Linked DNA regions of Sus scrofa: all the other regions are linked to region 1. A link is a contact called in public Hi-C and HiChIP or PLAC-seq data. All regions are on one chromosome and are shown on one strand. The core of a region is the stretch at or near the end of the contact, and the rest is flanking DNA. Distances in the headings are between cores, read along the strand shown.

The links. Hi-C and Micro-C count contacts between places; a contact is called where the count stands out from the background. HiChIP or PLAC-seq counts read pairs in DNA pulled down with a chosen protein or histone mark.
Region 2: a Hi-C map of liver shows a contact between it and region 1, with 2.1 times the contacts expected there. The contact joins the promoter of LOC110259393 here to the promoter of SNX9 in region 1. A contact is called at or near these places in 1 of 5 promoter capture datasets (liver), 16 of 47 Hi-C or Micro-C datasets (alveolar macrophages, blood, brain and 8 more) and 2 of 2 datasets of contacts at active chromatin or transcription factors (alveolar macrophages and skeletal muscle).
Region 3: a contact with region 1 is called in an H3K27ac HiChIP or PLAC-seq map of alveolar macrophages, with 4 times the contacts expected there. The contact joins the enhancer-like site here to the promoter of SNX9 in region 1. A contact is called at or near these places in 1 of 5 promoter capture datasets (liver), 18 of 47 Hi-C or Micro-C datasets (alveolar macrophages, brain, embryonic fibroblasts and 10 more) and 2 of 2 datasets of contacts at active chromatin or transcription factors (alveolar macrophages and skeletal muscle).

What each region holds. Positions count from the first base shown.
Region 1 is chr1:9,236,061-9,241,003 of Sscrofa11.1, forward strand. SNX9 (sorting nexin-9) reads right to left here and starts at 2,963. Exons shown (of 18, transcript XM_003353171.4): 1 at 2,680-2,963. The coding sequence starts at 2,691.
Region 2 is chr1:9,280,104-9,285,046 of Sscrofa11.1, forward strand. It overlaps LOC110259393, which reads left to right and starts at 2,901. Exons shown (of 4, transcript XM_021084397.1): 1 at 2,901-2,975; 2 at 3,210-3,306; 3 at 3,753-4,183; 4 at 4,875-4,943. The coding sequence starts at 2,901. The coding sequence ends at 4,886.
Region 3 is chr1:9,193,536-9,198,478 of Sscrofa11.1, forward strand. It overlaps SNX9 (sorting nexin-9), which reads right to left. Exons shown (of 18, transcript XM_003353171.4): 2 at 1,804-1,890. It also overlaps the pseudogene LOC102162833. Among named protein-coding and RNA genes, the nearest start is that of SNX9, 43 kb to the right of the region's middle. Within about 2 kb of position 2,031, at least 8 of the 83 cell types and tissues checked have an H3K27ac peak or open chromatin away from gene starts, as enhancers often do. A contact at or near this core is called in alveolar macrophages and retroperitoneal adipose tissue, where this site is marked.

The sequences.
Region 1 (4,943 bases), core at 1,713-4,212:
GTAAGACTGTGTCAAAATATAACCTGGCGTTAATAGAAATCAGGACTCTACACGCTCATATTAGCCTTTTGCTGTTATTTATAAAATGAAACAAGACTGGGAGTGAAAATGAATTCAGTATACAGTGATTAGAAACAATGAACACACAACTTCTTTAAAATGTGCAGCTACTGATTAATTTTCTCTGGCAGTGAAGAACTGCTCAATTCAAGTATTTCTTCCAAAAGATCATTTCTTTCTATTGTGAATATACCAGTGTAGTTTTTTAAAAAGAATGATAGTTCAAAGATAACTGCATCTTCAAGAGATCATGTAAGAACAATTCCTGAGAAAAGGGGATCTGAGGAAAACAGAAGCCATTCTCTAGTAAATTCAAACCCAACACTTTGAGTAAAGGGAAACCCAATACTACCTAAAATGTCCAGAAACTGTATTTATTCCTCATCACTTAATGCTGTGGCAGGAGCCTGAGTGCCACATGAATCTTCAATTTTTAAACAGATGTTATTACTTACTAAAAGTACGTTCTCTCTGACAAGTACCCACCCAATTAAAGAAAGGGAGGATAAAACCCCCAGCTACTCAGACGTTGGTAAGGGCAGGGATCCAGGAACGACAAGGTCAAACTTACTCCCTGGGAACAATTTAAAAAGGAGACTTTGGTTGGATCCAAGGGTCACCAGAAAGTAGGAAAAAACCAGAGAACTGAGGAAGAGCCCTATATAATAAGTGCTTCTCTGCTCTTCCATTTATTAAAAAACAAAACTGGAAGTGGTTTGTCACAACGTAAACATGGCAAGGAGGACCATGTGGAATAGTGATTACAATGGGGAAAGAACCCATAGCTCAGAATTACTGGAATTTGCCTTCAGAGGCGTGCAGATAATAAAGGAGGAAGTGGTTACACATGCTTCAAGGCTCATGCCGAGTGAGGATATATGCAACTCAAGTTGAGTACAAGTCACTCTAATTTTATGGAAAAACTAAGTTCAGGTGTAAAGTATCAAATAAAACTTTCATTCCATATACCAATACCAGCTGCTGAGTTCCACTTGTCTCTATAACTAGCCCCAGTAGATCAGGACGCAAAATAGCACAACACTGACCACCACTGAAAAGATACCGACAACAACAAACAGCTTTTAAAGTTGCGAGTTGAGTGTCTATAGGACCTGTAATTGGTCATTTCTGGGCTGTTTGGGAACAAACCTCAAAATCAAGTTCCCTTAGAAATCCTTGGCTTACCTCTTGTTTTTAAAAAGACCAAAGACAAAATGATACATGTTAAAAGGGCAGCAAAGTTCTATGGCATCTAATAACACCAAAGCAAAGCAATGCCAATAATCCATAAACCAGAAGGTAATTATTGCAGTAACAGCAACAGGTTCACTGGAGAAGAGTCTCCATTAAAAATAATAATAATAGTAATAAACACTGCACCTAGACAGACACAGAGCACAACATTTAACAGACTATCAATCTGATCCTTCAAAGGGATGTGACATTTATTATTAGTTTTCTAAGTTTTCTCTCTCTACCCAAAACAAAAACCCAACAACAAACTTCTAAGATTTCCACCAACCCAGGAGTAGCTTCCAGGTTTCAAACATAAATATGGAAGGGGGTGCTGATGTTTTAAAAGGGAACATTACAAAAACTATTTGCAAAAAGCAATCAGATAAAAAAGTCAACTCAAACCACATCACTGGCTCCAGACGGAGGGGACTCCCTACCTCTAGTCCTCATTCCGTGATCGTGGCTTTTTTTTTTTTTTTTTTTTAATTACGAGCCTGCATCAAACTCTAAAGAAAACGCCCCAGCCCAGGGAGCGGGGGAGGGTGGCTCCTGCAGACTCAGGTGACAAAAGGTGACCGCTAATCCCACCGACAATACCGTGAAATAAGCAGACCAGTCCTCCTGGCCAATTACCAAGCGCGAGTCAAAGTTCCACCACGTAATTCGGGCCTGGACCTTTATTCAAGCAAATACGTAACTGAAAGCAGAGTCATTTCCCTCTTTGTATTTTATTCATGCTGGAAATAACATTCAAACTGAAAAGGTAGCAAGACAAAAGGAAAACAAAAAACAAGAAAACCGAAGGCAGTGGAAGCGCGGGGCGTTCAAGTGGCGTTTTCCGTCCTCGGGAGCCTCCGGTCACCGGCCCGAACTCAAAATCCCCAGCGCGCTCGGGCCGGGGTCTCCGGGGGAATCGGCCCCCCGCCAGCGGCCCGCGACGCTGGGGTTCCCGCTCCGGCGGGCGGCGGGCGGCGGGGGCGACGCTCTCCGGCGGCGGCCGGACGCGCGGGGCGGCGGGGAGTGGACGCCGCTCTGGACGGAGTCGGGCCCCCGGGGGTCGGGCGGCGCTGGCGAGCCGGCGCGGGGGCTGCGGGAACTTCGCCTCCCTCCCGCCCGCCGCGGCCCCCGCTCAGGAGCAAACTTTGCAGACAGCGCGGCTCGCGTCCGGGGGACCCTCCCGCGCGTCCAGCCGACCCGGAGCGCCCCAGCCCCGGCCGCCCGTCCGTCCCGCGCCACTCAGGCCCCTCAGGGACTGTTGGCTGGGCCCCGGCGCGCCCCCTCGGCCTCCCCGGCGGCCGCCGCCGCCCGCGCCCCCCGCGCCGACCCTGCCCGCGCCGCGGCGGGGCCGAGCGGCCGGCCGGGCCTGTGCCGCGCGCCCCTCACCTTGGTGGCCATGGCGGGCGGCTCCCCCGACCCGGGACGGCCGGCTCCTCTCCCGCGTCGCGGCTGGCGGCCCGAGGCGGCCCGGCGAGAGCGAAGGCGACGGCGGCTACGGCTGGGCCCCGGCGCGGCGGCGGCGGCGGCGGCGGCTCCGCCTCGGCCCCGAGTCTCGGCGCAGGGCGACTCCTGCCGCCGCCCGTTCCTCCAGTTCCTGAAACTCCCCGGCTGCGCGGCCCCCGCCCCCGCCGGCCGAGCCTCCCATTTACCGCGGCGTGCGCGGCGCGGCCGGCGGAAGCGCGCCCGGTGCCCTCGGCCGGCCCGGCCTCCTCGCCCGCTTTCCGCCCCCGCCCGGAGCCTCCGCCCCGGGCCCCGCCGCCGCCGCCGCAGGGCGCCCTTTGTTCCAGTGCTCGGGGCCGCGTCCCGAGTGGCGGCCGGGGCCCGGGGTCACCGCCCGTGGGGACCGAAGAGGGGAGTGGGGACACGCTCGGGGGCAGCGCCTGCCGGGGGAGCCGAGTCCCAACCGCCCCCCCCGCCCCCCGGCGGCCACCGCGGCTGAACTTTCTGGGCGAGATGCACCGGGTGCGGCCGGTGCTCTGCGTCCCCCGGCGGGGCACGAGTCCCCCGCGGGCTCTTTGTCCCCCGTCGGGACTGCGGCGGGCCCGTCGTGCTCCGGGCAGAGTGCAGTGAGTGTGCAGTAAACAGCCAGCACGGCGCCGAGCAATGGCTTCCCGGCCCTTCAAGGAGGATCTGCCTCCAGCCTGGAGTTTACCGCGGGCTGTAATCTCGGCTGGAGCTTCTGGGCCCCGACGCTTGAGAATTTCGTTCCGAGGCATCCCCTTAACCTCCTTCTGGCCTCTTGATAAATGTAGAAGCTTCTCAGGGCCTCAGAGGTTTGGGGGAGACCCCACAGGTTTCCTGAAAGGGAAAAAATGGGAGTCTAAGAATTTCCATTTTCCTGTCAAAAGCTTTTTCTTCAGGGTTGGATGCAGGGCTGCATTAACGAATGAATGACTTAGGCAGCAGGATTTTCCCTCTAGTGTAAAAGAGAGGACTGGAAAACATACCTTGATGGAGAGAGTAGCGTTGTCCTTCTTGATTTTTATCAGGAATATATATATCCTGGTCCTTCAGAGAACCAGGAATGCCTAAGAAATCCTCATCTGCGGGGTTGAAGCTCAATTTAGGCTGGGAAAGTGATATTTAGAGTCAGAGTCAAATTGTGTCCTCTCAAAAATATTCTGTTTGACTTCCAGAGATTTCACTGGTTACATTCAACGGAAGGGTTTAAAACGGATATGGTACTACAGCTTTCTGTGAATTTTTGTGTTTGCTGAGCTCATGGCTATAGCCATACTCATAATATTCATAAATAGTTGACTTTCTAGGTGAAAGTAAAGTTACAAACCAGCATTCACTGACAGCCTGCTTGCTATGCGGTAGACTTTTATATGCCTTAATCTCACTTAATCCTTATAAGAAAACTTGGAGAAAGTGGTTATTGGCCGCTATTTGCAGACACGAAGAAATCAAGTCTCACTTAAATAACTTGGTTGATTTGGTAATGCCTACCAAAATTAGAAATGACCATAGCCTTGGACCTAGCAGCTCTACTTCTAGGAATTTATCCTATCAGACTTGTTCCAGTGAGCAAAAATGTTCAGTAAAGCATTGTTCTGTAATAACCCCCAGAGAAGATAATAACCTCTATATTTGTTAATATGTCTGCTGCAATAAATAGAGTATATCCATACAAATGAAATACTAGGAATAGGAAGCCCATAAGAAATGCTAGTATTTTAAAAGCTGTTAATAAAGGTAAAAAGAACTTTATGTATAGTACAATTCATTTGTGTAAAAAATATGAATCTATATTTTATATGCCTAGGAAATTACTGAAAAGATTCGCCAGAGGCTATTGTCAGGATTTTTAAATATGTATGTGTATTACTTTATTTCATTTTTAAAATTTATTATGTTTTAAAATGTTTTGGCTGCACCTGTGGCGTATAGAAGTTCCTGGGCCAAGGATTCAGTCCGAGCCACAGTGTCTACTTATGCCACAGCTGTTGCAACACTGGATCCTTAAACCCACTGTGCTGGGCTGGGATCAAACCCAAGCATCCAAAGTAACCCAAGCTGCTGCAGTCAGGTTCATAACCCACTGTGCCATGGCAGGAACTCCTGTATTACTTTATTTTAAAAACAAGTTGACATTTATTTTAAAAACAAGCAACTAAATAAATATCCTAAGAGCACACACTAGCAGT
Region 2 (4,943 bases), core at 1,651-4,150, 44 kb after region 1:
CACGGGACCTATATTCAATATCTTGAAATAACTGATAATGGAGAAGAATCCTTAAAAAGAATACACATGTATATATAAAATGGAATCACTGCTGTACGCTTGAATTACATCGTAAATGAACTATACCTCAATTTTAAAAGTAAATAAAAAATAAAGTAAGTGAATATATGACACCTAAAGAAACTCAGAATGGTGCTCTATCACTCAGGTATTTTTAAATAGTTTATTTTCTCATTTAATAGTGAAAGTAGTCGTTATTATTTGACCCAGGGCTTACTAACATGCATAGCGATTCTGTTTGTAGATAGTTCCTGGAATAATTAGCTTTGGTAAAGGACTTTTTCTTGAAGTTCAAGTATAGGGATAGTCACACATTTTCTTTTAAACCCTTACAATAATCATTTTCTTTCAAGTGCAAATTTTGTGGAGGATGAGATGCTTAACCAAACAAAATAATAAATCACTCACTCAAAAAAGTCTTTTCTGCCAAACAGCATACCCACCCACCTAACTTTGGAGGGAATGACAGGATCCTTTAGCTTGAATTACTAAAAAGCTCAATGAAACTGGGCTGAGGGAAACTCCTGTTTCATTCAAGCAACAAACCTGGAGCCCCTGTTATTAGATGCCCTCGGTCCCCTGACTGCCACCAAGGCTCGTTCACAGTGAGTCTTCGGTCTGCTCCTCACTCTGGTGAACTTGAACTACAGACCTTCCCTGATGTGCTCCGAGACACAAACTGCCCGGAGCGGGGCTCGCCAAGCCTTCTGGACACGCACGTCCTACCTGACGGGATAAATCGACAATCGCAAGGCCTTGCATGAGTCTGAGTCCCACCAGCTAAGCAAAGACTCTGCACAACCCAGTAGTAGGCATTTAGCCATCCGCAGGGCCGGTGATGGCATTTACAGGCCTGGTGCAGGACGAAAAGGCAGGGCCCCTTATTCAAAAATGATTCAGGGAATTCCCGCTGTGGCTCAGTGGTTAACGAATCCGACTAGGAACCATGAGGTTGCAGGTTCGATCCCTGGCCTTGCTCAGTGGGTTAGGATCCGGCGTTGCCATGAGCTGGGGTGTAGGTCACAGACGCGGCTTGGATCTGGTGAGGCTGTGGCCATGGTGTAGGCTGGCGGCTACAGCTCCGATTAGACCCCTAGCCTGGGAACCTCCATATGCTGCGGGAGCGGCCCTAGAAAAGACAAAAGACCAAAAAAAAAAAAAAAAAAAAATTCAGGATTTCAAAACAGAGACAGTAGAGCCTTTAACCAAGAACTGGGCCCTTCTGAGCACGGGCTTGTGCCTCTGCACGGGCCACTGGCCCACGAAGCCTCCCTACCCTGCAGGCTGTCCTTCCAGCTTCCAGACCCCTCCTTCTGCAACTGGCCATCTGGCCGCCTCACTGCCATGTTAATCAGTCACCCAGGTCTATTGATTCTGTTGCCTGGAACACACCCCCATTTTTTCCTCCCCCTTCTCCGATGTCCCTCTTTCAAGTTCCTCCCTTCCACAGCCAGCTCTCTGCAACACCTCCTGCTCACAGCGGCAGTCCCGTCCCACCCCCACGGACCAGCCTTGGCCAGCTTCTTGTTGCCGTTGATGGAAGCCCCCAAACCCAGAGCAGGGACCTCCAGACTTCACCCTTTCCGGGCCCCGTCCTCCCCCAGCATCTGTGGCTCTGGCCTCACTCTCCCTGGCCCTGGGTGTTTTAGTCACCTGATCCTGTCCCACGCTGCCCCTCAAAGAGGATGCCCCCACCTCTGAGCCTTCCCACAGGCTGCCCTTAGGCCTGCATCATTCTTCCTCTCTCTTTCCGCCCGGCTCACTCGCAGGCAGCCATCAAGTCTTGGCTTAAGTCTAACGTCCTCGGGAAGCTGTCTCTGCCTCTCAGACAAGGCTAGACTCCTGGCTTCCCGCTCACCCAGCGCTCTGTCAGTTGGCATAAACTCATGACACGTGCCCAGCATATTTCCGTCCATGAAGGTGGGGCCCTGCCTTGTTCCCGGGGTACCTGCAGCATCATAGAAACTTTACAAGTATTTGTTGGTGGATAGGTTGATCAATTCAAGGCTCCACGAAGAGAACCAGCTACTCTCATTTAGTGATGAGCGAAATGGGCTTGCAGTTGCCTCTACTCTGTAAAAGGCAGCAGAGTGGAGAACGTTCTGAACAGCTCGTGGCTCTGCTGAATGACAGGGGGACCCATCTGAACAAGTGCTGCTCCCTGAAGATGTCCACCGCTTGTGTTGCTATTCGGAGTGACTTTTTTTTTTTTTGCTTTTTAGGGCTGCAAGTGCGGCATATGGAAGCTCCCAGGCTAGGGGTCAAATTGAAGCTGCAGCAGCCTGCCTATACCACGGCCACAGCAACATGGGATCTGAGCTGTGTCTGTGACCTACACCACAGCTCACCCCAACGCCGGATCCTTAACCCACTGAATGGGGCCAGGGATCGAACCCACATCCTATGGATCCTAGTCGGCTTTGTCACCCACTGAGCCACAAGGAGAACTCCCTATCCAGTGTGTTTTAAAAGGTCCTACTTTGGGATTATGTGTGATTGTTTTGTATTCTTCCTCTATGCTTCCAGTTTGTGAGAATACACGTGTGTTCCTTTGCTGGTTAGGACGAACCACTTCTCTCCAGCAAATTTTGCTGGAAAAAAAGGTACCAGGCAAGAGGCATTTCCTTTAGAGGTTCATTTTCTTTGCAAATCTATTTCCTCCGGCTGGAAAGCGGAACCATCTTTCCTCCTCTGCCCCACACACCAGAGGAAAGTGTGTGACGAGGAAGTGAAGTCTAGTGCCGCTGCTGCCAGCGAAGATGCTGTTGACATATTTATATAACAGCCAGAAAGCAAACCCAGCCCTAAGGCGAGGCCATGCATGCTGCTGGTCACCGGGGATGGTGTTTACTGCTTCTGAGGTCCTGGGCTCTGCGAAAATTGAGGGCAATTCCCTCTACGCCGAGGTCAAGGCTGTACAAGCAATGGCTGATAGCCTCACTGGTTATCTGGCCTCAGACACTTTTCCCTTCTGTTATATTTGCCTTCTGTTCTATAGATAAGGAACGAAAAGGACACAATTTAAGAAAAGTCTGTGGACTAGGTGAGGCAGGGATCGGAGGGTCTAGCAAGGCTCAAGGGTAGATGCACACGAGGCAGGGCACAGCAGCACCGGACGGGGTGACCAACTGTCCTGGTTTGGACACCAGGACACCGGGACTAAGGAGCTGTGTGGGAACGTCCACCCGAGACGGTCCTGGACAAAGCAGGTGGAGTCGCTCACCCCCACCTACCCCCTGATGGCCCGTGAGACACCAGCAGATGGGGTTCCAGCAAGGCCCCTCCTAGACCTGGGCCCTTGTGGCCTCCAGGGTGACGCCATGTGGTGCAGTGTCTCTCCCCAAACTCCACCCCAGGACCTCATGGCACTGCCATTTGCCAGGGCAGTTTTGAGAATCCACTCTGGCCTCAAGCTGGGAACCCGGCCCACCATTTTTATCTTTAGCATGTTTCTTTGTTTGTCATTTTCTAGAATGAAACCCCTGTAACTTTGTCTTAGAATGATTTGTGATTACAGAGAACACAGGATCTTGCTCTGAACTGAGATGTTTGATACCATTTGAACTGTCAAAACTGCTCCCTTTAAGTTGCACTGAATGCAAATTTCAGTTCCTAAAAAATCCAAAGAATGTAACACAAGTTAAGGGAAGGAGGCTTGATTTCTCTCTTTTCCTAAAATGATGACCCGGTAGGAAAATTGCTGAGAAACACACTGGGTTTTCATGCTAACGCAGAGGCACATGGCCCAGCTGTTACAACGACTCTTTCTGTGGCGCTGGGCGAGGACAGGAGAGTCGGGGCAAGTCCCAGGAGGCGCCGACAGAAAAGCAACTTGTGCGCAGCTCCACCTCACACACGGTACCTGCGATGTTTCCAGGATCCCATGGAGCAAAAACGCCCTCATCCTGCCTCTGCAGAGAAAAACCTCAGAGTCACGTGGCTGGAGGACAGGCCTCCAGGCCCGGCTGTGCGCAGAGCCTGCAGCGTGTGCACCGCTGCCAGGCTGAGGCTCTTCCTTGAGAGGGACAAAGGCTATTCTCTTCCTGTCTTCTCGCTCGCATGCGACATCCACCAGGAAGAGCTGGGAGGTCACGTTGCCAGAGAGCCGAACACCTGCAGCTGGGTAAGAGAGCTGCCAGGGGCCCGTTTTCATTTTTTAAAGATAGATTCTCTAAGTCCGTCTTTTCGTTACTTTCAGACTGGAATTTTTCACTTTTTATTTTTTTGCCCCGTGCTACACAGTAGGTCCCTGTTTTCCATCTACGTCACTCAGAGCAGCGTGAACTCCCAATTTATTGCCTTTCCCCCACCCGCTGTCTCCTCTGGCTACTATAAGTTTGTTTTTCTGTCTGTGAGTCCATTTCTGTTTCATTAATAAGTTCATTTATATCGTTTTTTTTTTTAGATTCCACATAAAATGATGCCATATGATATCTGTCTTTCTCTTACTTAGTATGATAATCTCTAGACTCAGTCATGTCACTACAAATGGCATTATTCCATTCTCTTTCTTTAGCAAAGTTTTCCATATACATTACGGAGACTTTTCACATCCGTGGGGAAGAGGAAGAAGCCCCAGCACAGGGACATTAATAATAGCAATAGAAGGAATAAAAGTGCCTATTATATAGGACTTGTCACAGGTCAGGAGAACTTGCTTTTATACTTTTCTAATTTTTAAAACAATCCAATGAGGTCACTGAGGCTCTCAGAGGTGCCAGAGCTGGGACTTGAACAGGAAGCTAAGCTTGAAGTTCAGGCTTTTTGTGCTTTATCGCATTATCAGTTTTTAGTTCGTTTCTCTCCTTTTACAGGGGAGGAAATGAAGGTGCATTGAGGCTGGAGGACTTGCTGGATTCACATCTTTAGAATTCACAGGACCA
Region 3 (4,943 bases), core at 781-3,280, 43 kb before region 1:
GCCTCACACTGGTGACGGGCCCATCAGGAGAGCCATCTGGCTGACCTGAGATTCCCAAAGCAATGACAATCAAGTATTTGTTCAAGCTACTAAGCTTTGGGATTGCCTGGTATTGAGGAAAAACAACTGGTCCATGCTTTTGTAGCTCTTCCGGGTAAGTCATAGCAATAAACTAAAGAACCAAATACTCCATACCAAGATTCCTGTTTTTCAGTATAACCTTAGCAAAGTCCTACTTCTCCCCTTAAAATAGTAAGCATTGTCTTAAATTCATAAACCGTACCCTAGTCAATAACTACCCAAATCTAGATGACAGTCTTTCTAAAAGTCCCTTAAGCCACAACCTTGTCAATTTTTGACCACAACAGCAACTTAAAAAATGCTTTATCAAGAAATGAAGAATACTTCATTTAAAACAAAATTCAATGGGAGATAAAAGAATCTTTAATCTCGTCTGTGATTAAAAATAGAAGCTATTTACTTATATAATCTGGTATATTATCTGGTATATTACCTAAAACTACCAATATATTTTCTAACTAGTAATTCTTTAAAAAAACAATAGGTATAAAAAAATACTATCACGACTGAGAAATGGCCGTCTTCTCGGTCACTCCCCGCTCTCCTTCCCCGGCTCTGTGCCGTCCTCGGCCCCAGCCGGTGGGGCAGGTGCAGCCCCTCCTCCCTCCTCGGAGGCTCCTGGCACCTTTCTTCACATGCTTCCTCCCGAATGCGTCCAGAGGGCCGGCCTGTCTCCAGTCCTCATTTCTAGCTCTGCCTTTCTATTTCTAACCTCATGCAAAGCTCTAGGGTAGGGGTGACTACTTACTAGTCTCTAAATTCAACACTGAAAAAAATAAGCTCATTTAATCTTTCCGAAGAAGCGCTTCTTCCTGACTTTCATGCTTTAATAAATCCATCGTTTCCTCAGGTACAAAGGCCAGAAACCTCAGGGATCCTTTCTCACCAAGAGTATCGAACTGGGCACCGAGTCCCCCGTCTTCCCCTGGCTGCCCCATCCAACTCTGTACGGCCTCCTGCGTCTCTCTTCTTTCTACTCCCGTTGCCACCACCCAGTCAAGATCCTAGACTCCAGCCGCACCAACCCATTCACTTCCTTGAAGTGCAGGTTTCATCACGTCACCTCCCTACATTATCAACAATGACACCACGCAGTGAATCCACTACCTCCCAGATGAAACCCAAGTCTAGAGCTGTCGCCTGGCCCATGGGGCCTGCTTGTCTGCCTCTCAGAGCCTGTTTTCTTAGCCCGTCTCCTACTGTGTATATATACCACACTCCAGGGACACTTGTTTACAAGAGCGTCCCCAGCAAAGAAGAAAAAGCAGGGCTTAAAGGCCAAGAGATGTGGTTTCCAATCCCTGTTTTGCCACTTATGAGCGCCACCCTCATCAGTAAAAAGAGATGAAAAGCACCAACCTCACAGCGTTCAAGAAGAGACAGAGATCAAAGAGCATATGTGTGCACTGTACTGGGCCAAACACCGACCCCAGGCCGTCAGAAAACGGAGCTGAGGCTGCTGATCACTTTCCAACCTCTACGCCCGCGTCCGGCTGGGATCTACCGGGGCTGCGGCTCCAGTTCTGCCTCATGGAACCCCAGCCAGCTATTTTTAAGGAGGTCTTAATTGTTCTCAATGTTTATATAACAGATGATTATCCCACCATCAACAATGCAGACACAACAGGAAAAAAATTCGTGTGGGTTTGAACGATTAACCCCAAAAACAAAATCTTAAAAAGAAGTCCTTAAGGGCCAGATTTACAGGTAACGTTTTCTTACTGGATTTGTAATTGTGATGATCTCTCCTTCACTGACTGTCAGTTCATTATTTCCAGGCTCAGCAGCAAAATCGTACATGACCCGAGCCTATTGGGAATAGAGAGGGAAAAAAAAGGAAGTTGTAAGTGTAAAGTTAACAGTATGAAAACCACCACCGCCATTCACTCTGCAACGTGCCGGTGTGAACGACACTCATGACAGGGCCTGTGGTTGTTTTGGAACAAAGGAAGACATGTCACCAAAATGATTCATGAGCCCTCCTGGGGCTCTCGGGAAGGCGTGCGTGCGCGGCTGCCCACACTGCACGCGGGGATCGGCCCCCAGGGTGTTCAAAATACACCCATGTCACCGAGAGGGGAAAGCCGGCCTTCCCTGCAGCGGGGCGAAGTGGTGATTCCGTTGTCCACCCTGGAAACCCTCACTCGGGGCGGAGGGCCCTCCCTACAGACACTCGGACGTGCGCACACCTAAGATGCAGAGTCCTGAGATTAACCCCTTGCTACTGAACGCACTCCTCCTCCTCTTTTTTTTTTGCTTTGCTTTTTATGGCCTCATCTGCGGCATATGGACGTTCCCACGCTAGGGGTAGAATTATGGCTGTGGCCTCTGGCCTACACCACAGCCACAGCAACACCAGGTCCAAGCCGCATCCGCGACCTACACCACAGCTCACGGCAACGGCAACACCGGATCCTCAACCCACGGAGCGAAGCCAGGGATCGAACCTGAGTCCTCATGGATGTTAGATTCATTTCCACTGAGCCACAACGGGAACACCTTGTGGCCTACCTTATAGAAGGAAGTCCTTCTTAAAAATTGGAGATCACAGCTGCCTAGGAAACATACAGTTTGTCATAATAATAAATAAATAATGAAAGCAGCGGTTTGTCCTAGGAGGCAAAGTGAAGTCTGCCTACAGGGCTAGTCACACGGGACTAAAGGAAGTGCATCATTTAACAAGTATTTGCCTCACTCCTGCCATATGGTCAGAAGCGTGCGAGGCCCCTGTGCTGGCCGGTGCCCTTTCTCCACACCTGCTTCATGATGCCTGGAGTCCTTGTGACAAGGATCAAGGATTCATAGCCAGCGACGGAACATTAGGGGGGAAAATACCATTTACTTTGAAATACATCCAAAGTAATAAGATGAACTAAAGATAAAGAAGTAAAACCTTATGTATAGACTCTAGATGGCGGGTTTATGGTGTTCAATGGGAAATGATTTCACCTTTTCCTCGTTTGAAAATTTTCCTAACAAAATGTTGGAAACAAATAAATGGCAGTGGAGTTCCCTTCGTGGCTCGGCAGTCAATGAACCCGACGAGTATCCATGAGGACGTGGGTTCAAAGCCCAGCCTTGCTCAGTGGGTTAAGGATCCAGTGTTGCCGTGAGCTCTGGCGTAGTTTGCAGATGTGGCTTGGATCTGGCATTGCTGTGGCTGTGGTGTAGGCCGGCAGCTGTAGCTCTGACTGGACCCCTAGCCTGGGAACCTCCATATGCCGAGGGTGTGGCCCTAAAAATCAAAGCCAAAGAAAAAAAAAAAAAGAAAAAAACGGCAGAGTGCATTCTATCTGTCAAGAAACAGCATCGGCTCCTTTACACTGGGAGGCTGGGAAGGGGACTGAGCGCCAGACTGCAGGCAGGGTGAGAATCCTGGAAGCAGTACAGGTCTCCTTAGGCCACACCACAAAGGACAAGGAAACCATGCCGAGGAATTTTTCTCACACAGCCGCAGGAGTGTACAGCATTCTCCTTGTCACAATGAGGACTAATTTTTTCTAAGACATGTCACACTAACCTCAACCCTTCATGCAAGGAGGGCAGATGAAGGATAAAGGCCTGGGGAGAGAGAGGAGGGTCCCCGAGCCAGGACACCCCCCAAGACAACCAGCTTCCTGGGGGTGGGGGGCTGGGGTGCCGACAAGAGGAGCCTGCTGCTTTGTTTTTGCTCCCTAACGATCCTGGGTGACAATTTTTTGGACCCAGTTTAAGGCAATGAGCCCACACACAGAATATCAACGCCTCTTGTTTACTAGACTGACAACGTGGTGAAACAGAATGTGAAACAAGTCAAAAATAAAAAAACGGAAACTCCCTTACACATTTAGACATTACTGAACATTTACCCACGGAAAAATGTCTATAAACACTGTTGGTTTATTTAAAACGTTGACTTAGGACTTTTTTCTTTTAACCTAGAGATGCTTCTTAAAAATTAGAACTGAGACTAATTTTAGAAAAAAAAAAAATTTAAAAAGCACATCCCCAAATGAGCGTAACATGTCAACAGGCGGAAAAAACAAAATCATTCAGCCTAGAGGTGCAACTCTTCCAAAGTTTAGGCAAGGCTGGAAAGCTCTGGACGGCTCGCCCCCGCCCTCCCTTGACCTCCCCGGTCGGCTCCCTCCCCCCGCTTCCCCAGGACAGCATCCAGACAGATGAAGATGCTGACCTGGGCCTCAACTGCCCATTAGCCCAGATGTGGCCTTTGAATGACAAGGTCCGTTTCTCTACACCTCCTTTTCTGCTGTTAGCTGTACTTTACAAAATGACTCCAAGTATTTTCACAAGCTAGACGGCCACACAGCTCCTGGTCCGTAGATAACGTCCTGCTGTAGTAACACACGCTGTCAATCACAGCTCATCTCCTCAACAGCAACTTCAGAAAGTACCTCAGAGGAAGTGAAGGGCTGGCAGACGGCACTCGCAGAGGTGAGCAATGATCTAGACACAGTAAAACGAACACCGGTGGTGCAAGGCTTCAACTAAGTGTTTCAGGCACTGGACTATTAAGTGTGCCCCTCACACCTGCCTAATGTATGCGGAACCCACCATCCTGAACGCACGTCTCCTTTGGGCACAGGAAGGAATATAGAAATAGTCATGCTTTTCGGCCCACGTGGTCAGTATCGGTTACTCTGTCTGTCTCACATCCCCTCCTTCTGGAAACGTCCTTAAAATCACCCCAGAAACAGATATTTACAATGCGGGCCAAAAAGCATGACTAAACCCAATGGCGAGTCTATAAGCCGGACAGGGACATCTGCACTCAGCAGGGCTGCGGGGAGAGAGGGTCTTTTCGCTGGAAATGGTGCGGGGTTCAATGCCTGAGGGGGCGTGGGGGGCCTGAGGCGGAGGAA